2 separate regions of the Mus musculus genome follow, and region 1 is linked to region 2. The links are chromatin contacts, called in public HiChIP or PLAC-seq maps. All regions are on one chromosome and are shown on one strand. Each heading gives the region's core, a stretch centred on a gene start, on an enhancer-like site or on the middle of the called end of the contact. The rest is flanking DNA. Distances are from core to core; before and after follow the strand shown. Region 1 holds the start of Cdk20 (cyclin-dependent kinase 20). Region 2 has its middle 7.7 kb from the start of Gm31128.

Region 1 (6,361 bases), core at 695-3,194, 83 kb after region 2:
GCAAAGGTCTGGAACTCACAATATTGGGTGAGACAAACTTTTCAAAGAGAATAGTCTTGTCTAATCCCAGGACTTGGGAGTCAAAGGCAGGTGGACATCTGTGAGTTTGAGGCCAGCCTGGTTTACAGAGTGAGTTTCAGGTCAGCTAGAGTAATACTGTGTGGCCCCTGTCTCAAACAATAAACAAACAAACAAACAAAACCCCAGTGTATTAGTTTTGGATATCAATGCTACAATCTCCTTAATTCAGAGGTAATTAGCCAATGAAAGCTACACTCAGCATACAATCAAGGATAAGCTCAAATTCCTGGGCTTCTGCCCCCTCACGCTCCCTCTACCCCCTAGTCCACACTTGGATTTCCTTTTTCTGATTTAAACCTAGGCGTAGTGTGTGCCACAGGTATGGCAAAAACTTTCACTTATCTCATTCCCTGAGAAGAGGGTCCCACAGCCAGTCCATAGAGCCTGGCTAGTTTCATATTCTATTTAAAAGTTTCGTTTCTTTTGGGTTTGAGAAAGTCTCACACTGTAGCTCAGGCTGGCCTGGAACCTGAGGCAATCCTCCTGCAACTCCTAGTCTCTCTAGTATTGGGATTGTAGGGAGTGAGCAACCACCCCTGAAACACTTTTTAACAAACGCACACAAAAGTGGTAATTTCTTGGCATCCTTGCCTTCCCACGTTAGTGTAGGTTCTTCTCCCCTCTCTTCTGTCTTGATTTCTCCACAGCTTTACCATGTTAGCAGGTAACCTTGTCCATACTGGCTTCGTACTTGAGATTCTCTTCGTCTTGGCCTGCTGGATACAAGAGTTATAGTCAGAACAACTGTATCAGGTTTATCATCTACGTTCCTGATAGTAATCATCCTAAAGGGTGTAAGATATCTTATTGTGGTTTGATTTCATTTTTCCTAATTAGTAGGGGTGCTGGTCGTCATCTCATATACTTGTGGACACCTCTCTCTATTTTGAGATAAGGTCTCTTATTAAGCAGGATGCATCGCACTGTGTAGATTAATAAGACCCTGTCAAGTACTGGGACGGCAGATGTGATTTAGAGCAACCAACATAGGTGGTACAGGGAGTCGAACCAAAGGCTTTTGTTCACTCTAGGCAAGCACCTCACCAAAGGAGCTTTATCGTCAGTGCTAGTAAGCTTTTTAAAAAAGGTACTTGGATTCATGATGCCCTTTGGGGACCAAAGACCCAAGTGATTCTCCATGTGATGGTTTGTATATGCTTGGGCTAGGAAGTGGCACTATTAGCAGGTGTGGTCTTATTAGAGTAGGTGTATCACTGTGGAAGTGGGTTTTAATACTCTTGCTGTCTGGAAGCGAGTCTTCTCCGAGCAGCCTGCAGTTGAATATGCTCCTCCTGCAACATACCTGCCTGGATGCTCCATGCTCCCTCCTTTGATAACAAAGGATGAATTTTTGAACATGTAAGCCAGTCCCAATTAAATGCTGTCCTTATAAGAGTTACTTTGGTCATGGTGTCTGTTCACAGCAGTAAAATCCTAACTAAGACACTCCACGACTCAGCTCTGTGCTTGTCTGCAACAATGATTTGCGTCAGTTACAAAGAGGCCTAAATGTAGAGAGCGGCTGAGTGAGTGCCTGCCACCTGATACTCTTGCTGGTTTCTGGAAGTCTTCCACCAGATCCACCTCCCTACCAGAGGCTCCGCCTCTGGGCGAATGAACACACCCTTTACATGCGTAGCCCTGCCCCTCTCAGCCCCACGCACCAGCGTTTCTTGTCACGTGGTGCTATGGCCACGTCCTGGAGCGTTAGATTACGATAGAGTGACTGCCGAAGGCTGCGGAAAGGTGCTGCCTAGAGGGGATGCAGATTCCTGACTGAGCTCAGCACTGGTCTTTCCGGTCACGTGCTTTACGGAGCAGCTGCTAGACGCGTTATTGCTAGGCAACGCTTGCAGGAGCCTATGCTGGATCCCTGTAGAGTAGGATCTGGGCACCGCGGGCCGACATGGACCAGTATTGCATCCTCGGTCGCATCGGGGAGGGCGCCCACGGCATCGTCTTCAAAGCCAAGCACGTAGAGGTGAGACCATGCCGCACGTGCAGTCCGAGGGATGCCCACTGCGCTCCCTCTGCAGTCTTTCCGTGTAGAGATCTGCTAGCGCGCGCGGGCGCGCCTCAGAGGTCTCTTTAGGATACTTGGCGGGGTCCCATCTGTGGCGATCCCGCTTCCAGCGGCCGGACTGCGGGAGCGCGACCCCTGGCGGTCGGTTCAGATCTTCCCGACTTAGGGGCGGGTCTCTGTGGGGTGTCTCGCTCCTGGGGTGTTCTCTCCCTGCCCCTACCTTGCCAAAGGTCTCTGGCAGTGTCGGCACTCTTTCCTGCACAGACTGGCGAGATCGTTGCCCTCAAGAAGGTGGCCTTGCGGCGGCTGGAGGATGGTATTCCTAACCAGGCCCTCAGAGAAATCAAGGCTCTGCAGGAGATAGAGGACAGTCAATATGTGAGTGGGGCTGGGCTCAGGTGGTCATGCAGGGCTCGGGTGAACAAGACCGGTGGCAGGTTCCAAGACAGCAGCTTCTCGACCACTTTCATTCATTTCCATCCCTCTCTACTCACCAGTATACACTTTAAAGGAGTCCTTTCTAATCCCCATTCTGCCCCCTCCTGCTTACTCCTTATTTATGCTCCCAGATCCACTCTCACCTGAGTACTTAACCCTCCCATTCTCTCTCATTTACACACCCATTGCTCATATGTTTATGCATCCCCCCCCCTTTAACTATTGTGTGTGTTTCTTTTTGTTTTCTCCTTTCCTTCCTATACCTGCTCTCCCACCTTCCTTATGCTAGACAGGTGCTGGGCCATTAAATTATGCCCCTAACCATGCTGACTTCTCAGCAGTTTGCACCCGTTGAGCCCCTACTTTGTTCTGAAGGATATCTTAAAGACTTTCATGTGTGGTCACCCTCCGTTCACCCTGCTTTTCTCTCTTTCTTTCTTCCTTTCTTCCTTCCTTTCTCTTTCTCTCTCTTTCTCTCTCTCTCCCTCTTTCTTTCTTTCTTTCTTTCTTTCTTTCTTTCTTTCTTTCTTTCTTTCTTTCTTTCTTTCTTTCTTTCTTTCTTTCTTTCTTTCTTTCTTTCTCTTCAGGGTCTTTGTTAAGCACAGGGGAATGCTTGGCTTTTATCATCAGCTCATGGGTCTGCAGCTGAGTGACACTGCCAGAATGCCCCTGGGGCCTCCTAAAAATTCTGGCCTGTACACAGCACTAGTGACACTGAGGAATTGGTCTCAGTCTGATTCCTGAGAGCTTATGTGTGATGGAATCAGTTTGTGTGCTCCTGTATTGTGAAGTGTAGTGGTGTGTGCCTCAAAATTTACTGCAGATGAGATATGTGTTCATACCTCATCTTTATAACATGAGATATGTGTTTATATATGTGTACTGTGTGTAACATGTGTACTGTCTGAATGTAGGTGTGTATTTTTATTTGTTCCAATGCTGGTTTACTGCCAAAATAAAACCTTCACTAAGGTGGTTCCTTTTTGTTGTTGTTGAAAATAAAAGGGCTTTCCAGGCAGCTTATGTGTGGGACAGGTGGTTCAAGACCCATAAGGATGCTGATGATTGACAGCCGTCCTGACGTTGCCATTTTACCTGGTTAATTAATTTATATTTAACTTTATGCGTAGGAACATTTTGCATGTGTTTATGTGTGTGTACTGTGTGTGTGCCTTGTGCCCATTGAGGCCAGAAGAGGGCATCATATTCCCTGGAACTGGAGACGGATGGTTGTGAGCCACTATGTGGATGCTGGGAACCAAATCTGGGTCCTCTCCAGGAGCGTCAAGTACTCTTAACCATTGAACTGTCTCTCTAGTCCCAAGTTTTCATTAAAAAAAAAACAAAAACAAAACCAAACAAAAACCAAAAAACTAGGGGATGGGGAAATGGCTTGGTGGGAACTGTTAATCCAGGTGAATGTCAGGTGGGTGCGATACTCCACCTGTGAGTCCAGTACTTATAAGGTACTGGACAGGAGACCCCTGGAGCAAGCTGGTTAGTCAGATTAGTGTATTGGGAAGGCTCTGAATTCAATAGGAATACATTGCCTCGACACATAATGTAGAGAGCAATTAAAGAGAAGACTCAGGGCTGACCAGATGGCTCAGTGGTTAAGAGCACCAACTGCTCTTCCGAAGGTCCCGAGTTCAAATCCCAGCAACCACATGGTGGCTCACAACCATCCATAACGAAATCTGATGCCCTCTTCTGGAGTATCTGAGGACAGCTACAATGTACTTACATATAATAAATAAATAAATCTTTAAAAAAAAGGAGAGAAGACCCATGACTTCAGCCATGGGTACATCCAAACACACAGATGCATGCAAAAAACATGGAGTAGATTTGTCCCCAGTCTTTCTATCTTCTTCACTAGCTACCTCTTCTTAGGCATCCCTTCAGGAACTAGCATCCATATAGGTTGCAGGAGCACGGGACAGAATAGACATGTTCATCCCCTAAAGGATGTACTACTATTCAGCTGGACTTTGTGGTTCACACCTGTAATCCCAGCACTTAGGGAGTGGAGGCAGAAGGATGCAGAGTATTAGGTCATCTTCTTCTACATGGTGAGTTCAAGTCCTTTCCAAAAAGACACTTACTTCTTGTCCCTCTAGCCATCTCTGCTAGTCTTTGGCCCTTGTACTTTTTTGTTTCTGTTTTCCATGCTCAGACCTCCTCCCCAGACCTACCTCTGACCAAACTCCTTCTTTTTTTTTTTTTTTTTTTTTTTTTTTTTTTTTTTTTTAGTTTTTTGAGACAGGGTTTCTCTGCATAGCTCTGGCTGTCCTGGAACTCAGTCTGTAGACCAGGCTGGCCTTGAACTCAGAAATCCGCCTGCCTCTGCCTCCCAAGTGCTGGGATTAAAGGCATGCGCCACCAACTGCCCGGTGACCAAACCCCTTCTAAATAAAGTATACACACTTCCTTTGCTCTCTCACAGTCCCACCGCCTTCTAGTCCTATACCTTCCATTTATTCCCTGTTTTCTAAGCTCCTCAAGTCCTTGCATCCTAGCTCACTGCCCTGTGCAACCTGGGCCTTAAGATATCGGCAACTATGGTGTCTGATGTGCCTTCATTGTTCCAACACTGGGGGAGATGCGATTTCTGGTTCTGTTCCCAGGTTGCTGGGATTTCCTGGTCCTAGAGGTAATGGGTGACAGTTGGTACTTGAGTGTACCTCTCTAGGTGATGTGCCATGTGGATAGGATGGGTTGAGCAGTGGAATGCTTGCTGCTGTCCACTAAGTCACCTGATCTTTTCCCTAATTAGTGGGAGAGTAGAGGCCATCTTATCTCTGGATAGCAGAGCACTATGAGCCCTGAGCTCCCTGGTCCCTGTTTCAGCCTAGCCAGGTCTTCTGTCAGGGCCTGGGCTATTGGTGCTGCTGGTAGCGGGGTGGGAGCCAAGGAGGGCTGGAGGCCAGTCTAGACTCTGGAGGCTTATGGGATGTCTGTCCTCAGGTGGTGCAGCTGAAGGCTGTGTTCCCACATGGTGCGGGCTTTGTGCTGGCTTTCGAATTTATGCTGTCGGACCTGGCAGAGGTGGTGCGCCATGCCCAGAGGCCCCTGGCCCCAGCACAAGTCAAGAGCTACCTGCAGATGCTGCTCAAAGGTGTTGCGTTTTGCCATGCCAACAACATTGTGCATCGGGTTAGTACCAGTATGGGCTTTGTTGGGCCGGGGTGAGCTAGTCCTTGAAGAGGGTGCAGTCAGAGGGTCTTGAAGTAAGCAGCCAGAGGTATGGCTCTAAAGGAAATGGGGGCCTGGCTGCCTATCCCCCTGTCCCGAAGCCCTGACTAGGTACAGGGGACTGATGCTTCTTTTTTGTATGCACAGGACCTGAAGCCTGCTAACCTGCTCATCAGTGCCTCAGGCCAGCTCAAGATAGCTGACTTTGGCCTGGCCCGGGTCTTCTCTCCGGATGGTGGTCGCCTCTACACACATCAGGTGGCCACCAGGTAGTGGGGCTCTATCCCTGCCAGCCCTCTCACTGGGGAAGAGATACGTCTGCACCTTCTGTCCAGGCATGGGCTGTGGGCCTGGGATGTAGCTTCTTATCAGACCAGCACAATCCAGCTGTGATCTCAACCCCTTTTTCCCCTCCCCCAGGTGGTACCGAGCTCCTGAACTCCTGTATGGCGCTCGGCAGTATGACCAGGGCGTTGACCTATGGTGAGATACTTGGGGCAGGTGAGGGTCATGTGGGCTGTGGGGATGTTCTGTCTGGTTAGAGAGTAGTCTGAGCAGCTTTGGATCTGTGTTCTTCACGCTGATGTTTCTGAGTTGGTGTGGGGAGGGTTAGGAGGCTAGTCT
Region 2 (6,787 bases), core at 273-2,772:
GGAAAGAGGAAGAGAAGGAGGAGAAGGAGGAGGAGGGAAGAGGAAGGAGGAGGAGGAGGGAAGAGGAGGGGGAGGAGGAGGAGGGAAGAGGAGGGAGGAGGAGGAGGGGGAGGAGGAAGAGGGAAGAGGAGGGAGAAGGAAGAGGAGGAAGGAGGAGGAGGAGGAGGAAGAGGAGGAGGAAGAGGTAGTCACCATGTGGATTGTGAGCACATGACCATGAGAGGCTACCCTGATGGAACATGGCAAGTGATATCTTGGGGATTACCACAGGGAAAATAGCATAGAGAGTTGATATCTCCCCAGCCCTAGTGCATTTAAGCTTATCATCAATCTAAAGGTTTCTGTGTCTTCTTAAAAATTAATTAATTTATTTTACATGAGTACACTGTAGCTGTCTTCAAAGAGGGCATCAGATCCCATTACAGATGGTTGTGAGCCACCATGTGGTTGCTGGGAATTGAACTCAGGACCTCTGGAAAAGCAGTCAGTGCTCTTAAACACTGAGCCACCTCTCTAGCCCTAGTGAGTCTCTATGAAGAAAAGAATATTGAAAATTATGAGAAATGTTACTGGATCTTGAATGTTTAAAGTAGAAATGACTCGGTTTCTATTTTACTCTAGTTACTCAGTGGAAGCAGCCTTAGGTCATCGGAAGCTTGACATAGTCACTCAGCAGTATTCACAAGGTGGCATTGTTATTGCCAACCTGAAAAACAAAAAAACAAAAGCTAGTTTTTGGTTCTGCTTACACAAAGTAATCCACTCCTCACTCATGCTTTGCAGAAATAAAATACCCTGGAAATTAAACTACAAACAAACATAGGGCCCTGAAGCCATACATGGAAGGATTGTCCAGATACCTATATGACAATAGAGATGGGTTTTGGGGGACTGATCATTGGGGTTTCTGCATGTTGCTTATGTGAGGTAGACAGGGCACTGCAGATGTCTCCCTCCTCTGCAGAAGCAAGCAGTCCACCCCAACCCCAGTTCTCTAGTCATGTGCTGATATCAAAGTTGATCAGAATTAATCTTTCCCATTTGGAAAAGGCGAACATGTGTCTGAATTTGCTAGACAACGTTGGAGCTGAGGTTCCATTCTCTGCATAAATCAGGCAGGGTGTGCATACCCCACCAGGGTGGCATTAGTGGTCAGCTGAGCCTCTGTCCCCATAGACTTGATAGGGAACTAATGCTCACTGAGAGGCAGTATAAAGGCTAGTTTCAAATTAGGCCTCACTCCTCCAACTCCTGTCTTCAAGACCCTCTGGGAAGCTGAACATTTTTCTTTGGCACAACAAGGAAACAGAACAGAGTTGATGTTTGGTTTGCCTCTTCTCTGGTATCAGTGCTAAGCAGAACGGACCTGACTCTCCTGTCCTTCTAGTGTAGCAATGGTCTGATCCAGCTTTCAGTTTTATCTCTTCCTTCTCCACTTGAAAGACAGTAAGGTTATCCAGGGAGCTGATCACACAATTGAGTGCAGAGTCAGTAAGGTTACTGTATGAGTCAGTGTCCCAATTTACCAGGAAGGTGACTGTGGGAGAGGGAGGGTTTGAACTTTCACCCCACCCTCTGCAGCAATGCAACATGAGTCAGGCCCATTTTTTTATTTTTCCAACCAGGATAGTTTGGAGAAGCTGAACCAGGAAGCTGAACAAACATACCTACCTGATCTTTGAGCTATACCTATTAAAGGCAACTAGAACCCACAGCCTCGCTCTGTAGGATACAGAAAAGACTGTGTTACACCAAGAATCAGCAAAATCACAAGGAGAAGGAGAAACAGTCTGTAGATAGCAATGACAAAGTAAATAAGAGAAGAAGAAGAAGAAGAAGAAGAAGAAGAAGAAGAAGAAGAAGAAGAAGAAGAAGAAGAGGAGGAGGAGGAGGAGGAGGAGGAGGAGGAGGAGGAGGAGGAGGAGGAGGAGGAAGAGGAAGAGGAAGAAGAGGAAGAAGAGGAAGAAGAGGAAGAAGAGGAAGAAGAGGAAGAAGAGGAAGAAGAGGAAGAAGAGGAAGAAGAAGGAGAAGAAGGAGAAGGAGAAGAAGAAGAAGAAGAAGAAGAAGAAGAAGAAGAAGAAGAAGAAGAAGAAGAAGAAGAAGAAGAAGAAGAAGAAGAAGAAGAAGAAGAAGAAGAAGAAGAAGAAGAAGAAGAAGAAGTTGTTTAAAAATACTTCTCAGGACCAGGAACATAGTTCAGCTGGTAGAGTGAATGCCTAGCATAGACTAAGTCCCTAGGTTGATCTCTAGTACCCAATTAAAGCTGGGTGTGGGTGCATGCCTATCATAACATCACTTAGGAGGTGGAGACTTCAAGGAGGATAACTCAGCTACACAGTGAGTTTGAGGTCATCCTCCACCTCCTCCCCCCACACCCCAAAGAATTATAAAAAGAAACATGATGGAAGTGAGAAAACTGAAAAATAAATAAATAAATAATAAATAAATAACCTACTGGATGATCTCACAGTGGATATAATAGACTAGAGAACAGTCAATAAACCTGAAGACGGGATGCTAGAATCCATCCAATGTGAAGCAGACAAATAACTAAAGGAAAAACAATAGCAACAGCCAAGGGAGCCAGGCAATGGTGACATATTTACTTCTGTGTTGGTTCAGACCCAGAGGGGAGAGCAAGTGGGACTGAAACACATTCGAAAAAAATAATGGCTCAAGCATTTCAAATCTTGGAAAAAGAATAAATCTACAGATTCAAGCTTAGTGGCTTAGTTGCTAGAGTGCTTGCCTAGCACATGTATGTGACCACTGTGCCGGGAGACAGCTCTAGGGAGCAAATGCTCTGTAGTTCTGACCAGGGTTAGTGTGCACCTCAGTTGAGTAGCCTTCTTGGAATGTTGTCCTTTGGCAAATTCCCTCTTTGACATCATTCAGCCCATAGCAAAGCCTCTCCCTCTTCCTTTCTGCTGGAAAGTGATACGAAGTGAGAGCCATCAACCCAACACAGACTGCATGGGGATCTCAATGGCCAGAGGTGATTCTTTATTTTGACTTGTGAATGAACTATATCTGGCAGATTTCAGGAGAATAAATCCTGGGTTACAGTCATTCCTTTATAAAGTTATCTAAGGACCCTCTGTTTTCCCTTCCCCATCTTCTGTATCACCCACCCCAATGTACTACATAATTATAAATCTGTTGCCTATAAAAATAATCCATGCTGGTTATTTTACCTTGCTGGCCTCAAGTGTTCCACTCACTTTGGCCAAGTAACTGAGGGGATGAAGGTCATGCAACCACCATGCCTGACTTGTGTGTCGATACTTTTGTTGTTTGGGGTTTTACTGCTGCTGCTGTTGTTGTTTTGTTTTGGGGGTCACTCATAGATTCACCAGTGTGAGTTGGGGAGGGGTGATTTTGTACATTGTATATTCAGATGATGATTTCTGTACCGCAGAAATCTGGCTGTAGTCTGGATTTGGCATTGTCATGAGTATTAAAGCATCTCCCTCCTGTCTCAATGTTGTGTAAAATTTGTTCTCTAGCACCTCTGACTGGTTAATAAAGAGCTAGCTGATCAGCTTATATGTGAGTAGAAGAGGTAAGTCGGGACTTCCAGTCTCATTCAGAGGGTGTCCCGGGTGGAAAGAGTCACAACAAAGTCACTGTGGGAGAGTTCCCCATCAGTCGCCATGGATGGAGCAGGAACAGCCAGGGTAAGACTAAGGGTAAGACTAATATAATAGAGCACATGGCTGGGAAGTAGCCATCATAGTGAGGTTAGAATAGATGAGCATCTGCCCAGCTATAGTGCAAGAAGCTCATTAATAAATGTAACAGGTCTTCATGTCATTATTCAGGAACAAGGGAGGCATACAAAAGCCTCAAATAATACTTTTATAGTCTGGGCATGCATAAATTTTTAACAAAGAAGAGGTTTTATTCAGACACTGGTGCCAGCTACTCATGGCACCAGGACTGCAGCTGAGAGGCTTTCCAGATAAAGGTCCGAATTACATTCATCAAAAGTTTTATAAAGGCAAAACTCACAAGGCTACGTATGTCCTGCCTTTGTGCAATGAGGGGCAAGAACACATATTGACATACATCTTGCTTACATGTAATCAAGCAACACATCCCACCTGCATGCAGCCAAGCACACATCCAGCTTATAAGCAGTCAGGGCAAGCAAGCTTGTTGACAGAAGCCAAAACAGGTGGTTTGTTATTTTACATAAATAAGATAGGGCAATTATAAGGACAGTCCCCAGCATTCCAGAAAGTTCTCTGTCCTTGGACAAGCAGGACTTACAGGTTAGAGACATTTTTATTTTATAGTACTCTAAGTACAGTAATTTTAAACTTTTAAACATAATGTTCATCATCACATTTACCCCTTGACCCTGTGAGGGATACCTGTTCATATTTGTTTGTGATCTCAAGACAAGGCACTGAGGTGCATATCTTACATATCAAAGCAGACCTAGCCTCTAGGTTTTCCCAGCATCCCTCAGTCCCTACCTGGCATACTGTCCCCAACCCTGAACTTTCCAGTCCAGGGGCTGGGCTGTCCTTCCCCTAGAACTTCTTACCCATCTATACAATCCAGACATTTTGCCTCTCTCTCTCTCTCTCTCGCTCTCTCTCTCTCTCTCTCCCCTTCTCTCCTTTCTCTCTCTCACCCTCAGTTTCTTGCTTTCTCTCTCTGCATGCATACACTATTTCTTTCTCTCTCTTCTCCTGCTCCTCTCTCTGCATTCCCATGGTGACTTCCCTGACCTCCTCCCTTGGAGCCAGTGAACTTGCCTGCCTGAGAACAGCTTCCCTATAAACTTGTATTTAATATAATCTAATCTGAAATTGGCTCATTTCATGGACAGAGAAATAACTTATCAATTGGGATTTAATAACCATCAACTTAATGACACTGTCTTAGCTTGAGTTTCTATTGCTGTGATGAAACAGTACGATGGGGAGGAAAGGGCTTATTTGGCTAACATTTCCACAGCACTGTTCATCATTGGAGGAAGCCAAGACAGGGATTCAAGCAGGACAGGTAACTTGGAGACAAGAGCTAATGCAAGAGGTCATGGAGGAGGATGCTTGCTGGCTTGCTTCTCCTGGCTTACTCAACCTGCTTTCTTACAGAATCCAGGACCACCAGCCCAGGGATGACACCATCCACAATGGGCTGGGCCCGCCTATATTGATCACTAATTGATAAATGCCTTAAGACTGGATCTCATGGAGGCATTTCCTCAACTGAGACTTCTTCCTCTCTGATGACTGTAGCTTGTGTCAAGTTGGCACAGAACCAGCCAGTATGGACACCCAGATGGGACTTTATACATCTACTTAAGGCATCAATGGTGCATGGGCCAGCAGTAATCAGCAGGAGCAAAAGTTCTTGGGGTCCTGTAACAGCTGACAGCACAGTTATCGGCAGGGAGGAACCTAAAAATGAGAATGCGAACCAATTGCTTGCCCCATTTTGGGTCTTTTCTCTTCTGAGACTTTTATATTTTCTGAAGTACAGCCAAATTATCTCTAATGATTTCCAAGTGATTTGCATAGAAACAACAATTTTCTTTTTTGTGTGTGTGTGTATGTGTGTGTTTCTGTGTGTAAGTGTGAATGTGTGTCTATGTCTGTCTATGTATATATATGTGTGTGACTATATGTGTGTGTTTGTGTGTTCATGTATATGGAGGTCAAATACAACCACAGGTGTCATAATACCTCAAGAACCATTTGTACCCCTTTTTTGTTGTTGTTTTGTTTTTTTAAGAATTATTTTGTAAAGATTTGTTTATTTTATTATATAATAAGTACACTGTAGCTGTCTTCAGACAGACAAGAGGGCGTCAGATCTCATTACGGATGGTTGTGAGCCACCATGTGGTTGCTGGGATTTGAACTCAGGACCTTTGGAAAAGCAGTCGGTGCTCTTATTCACTGAACCATCTCACAAGAAAACAATTTTCTTTTAAAGCTGCACAATATCCTCCTCATGCAGGTCCAGCGCCCTATCATATGGTAGACCTACTTCAGCTAATGAATCTACCTGTTGATAGGCCTTGATCTATTTGGTTTTAGCAGGTACATTTTTGATAATGAGGTCTCTGGAGGGCTGCAGAAGTCCTAGTGTGCCCATAGGCACTATAGATACTCATTTTGTCCTCTTTGCCAGGGAGCTTCCTTCAGATCTAACATTCCAGTTTCTTGTTGAGGATAAGGGGTGGCATAGTGTCTTCTGTAACTGCTTCTCAATTAGAATGTCACAGTCAGGTGTCAGGAGGCTGGAATACTAGTCAAAGGCTGGGGTCAGACTCAGGCACTGCAGCATGCATCAGAAACATCTGGTTGGCTGACCCAGCTGGAGAGACAGGGAGCAATCACATCAGCTAGACTGGTTCACATCAGCTTTCATGAAGTTCAGAGTTTTCTGGTTTTTAGGACCACTCAGAGCTGGTGTGTGTAGGTCAACTTTGGAGTAGCTTGTAGTCTGCCGTCAATTTCTGGATGGTGTCTGTCAGCTGAGAGGAAATCTGCCAAGACAGAGAGTGGCACAGAAGTTAAGGTTAAGGATCATAAAGGACCTGAAGCTCATGTGAACTTTTTAAGTTATAGAAGAGATGAGTAAACTTCTGGAGTAGACTAAGGCCTTTGAGTCACAGTAAAAGCTTAGGGACCCAAAAATGATTTTGAATTAAAAAAATTAATATATTTTTTCTTTGTCCAGAAGGCTGGATAGATTGAACAGAGATGTTTTGAGCATGATAAGAAACATTTTTGTGTGCTGGAGAGATGGCTCAGTGGTTAAGAAC

Evidence for each region. HiChIP or PLAC-seq counts read pairs in DNA pulled down with a chosen protein or histone mark.
Region 1: an H3K27ac HiChIP or PLAC-seq map of trophoblast stem cells shows a contact between it and region 2, with 3 times the contacts expected there. The contact joins the promoter of Cdk20 here to the enhancer-like site in region 2. A contact is called at or near these places in 21 of 39 promoter capture datasets (the 3T3-L1 cell line, the C10 cell line, the HPC-7 cell line and 12 more), 1 of 15 datasets of contacts at CTCF or cohesin (CD8 T cells), 31 of 484 Hi-C or Micro-C datasets (the 3T3-L1 cell line, 3T3-L1-derived adipocytes, the C10 cell line and 16 more), 25 of 115 datasets of contacts at active chromatin or transcription factors (the NIH/3T3 cell line, bone marrow-derived macrophages, craniofacial prominence and 15 more) and 3 of 9 other capture datasets (adipose tissue, liver and pancreatic islet).

The regions. Positions count from the first base shown.
Region 1 is chr13:64,430,609-64,436,969 of GRCm38.p6, forward strand. Cdk20 (cyclin-dependent kinase 20) reads left to right here and starts at 1,945. Exons shown (of 8, transcript NM_053180.2): 1 at 1,945-2,062; 2 at 2,369-2,482; 3 at 5,510-5,698; 4 at 5,885-6,006; 5 at 6,158-6,220. The coding sequence starts at 1,988. 1700015C15Rik (a long non-coding RNA gene) reads right to left here and starts at 1,828. Exons shown (of 3, transcript XR_873594.1): 1 at 1,746-1,828; 2 at 643-797.
Region 2 is chr13:64,348,114-64,354,900 of GRCm38.p6, forward strand. No RefSeq gene overlaps it. Among named protein-coding and RNA genes, the nearest start is that of Gm31128, 7.7 kb to the left of the region's middle. Within about 2 kb of position 1,523, at least 24 of the 459 cell types and tissues checked have an H3K27ac peak or open chromatin away from gene starts, as enhancers often do. A contact at or near this core is called in the NIH/3T3 cell line, intestinal crypt epithelium, trophectoderm and 1 more, where this site is marked.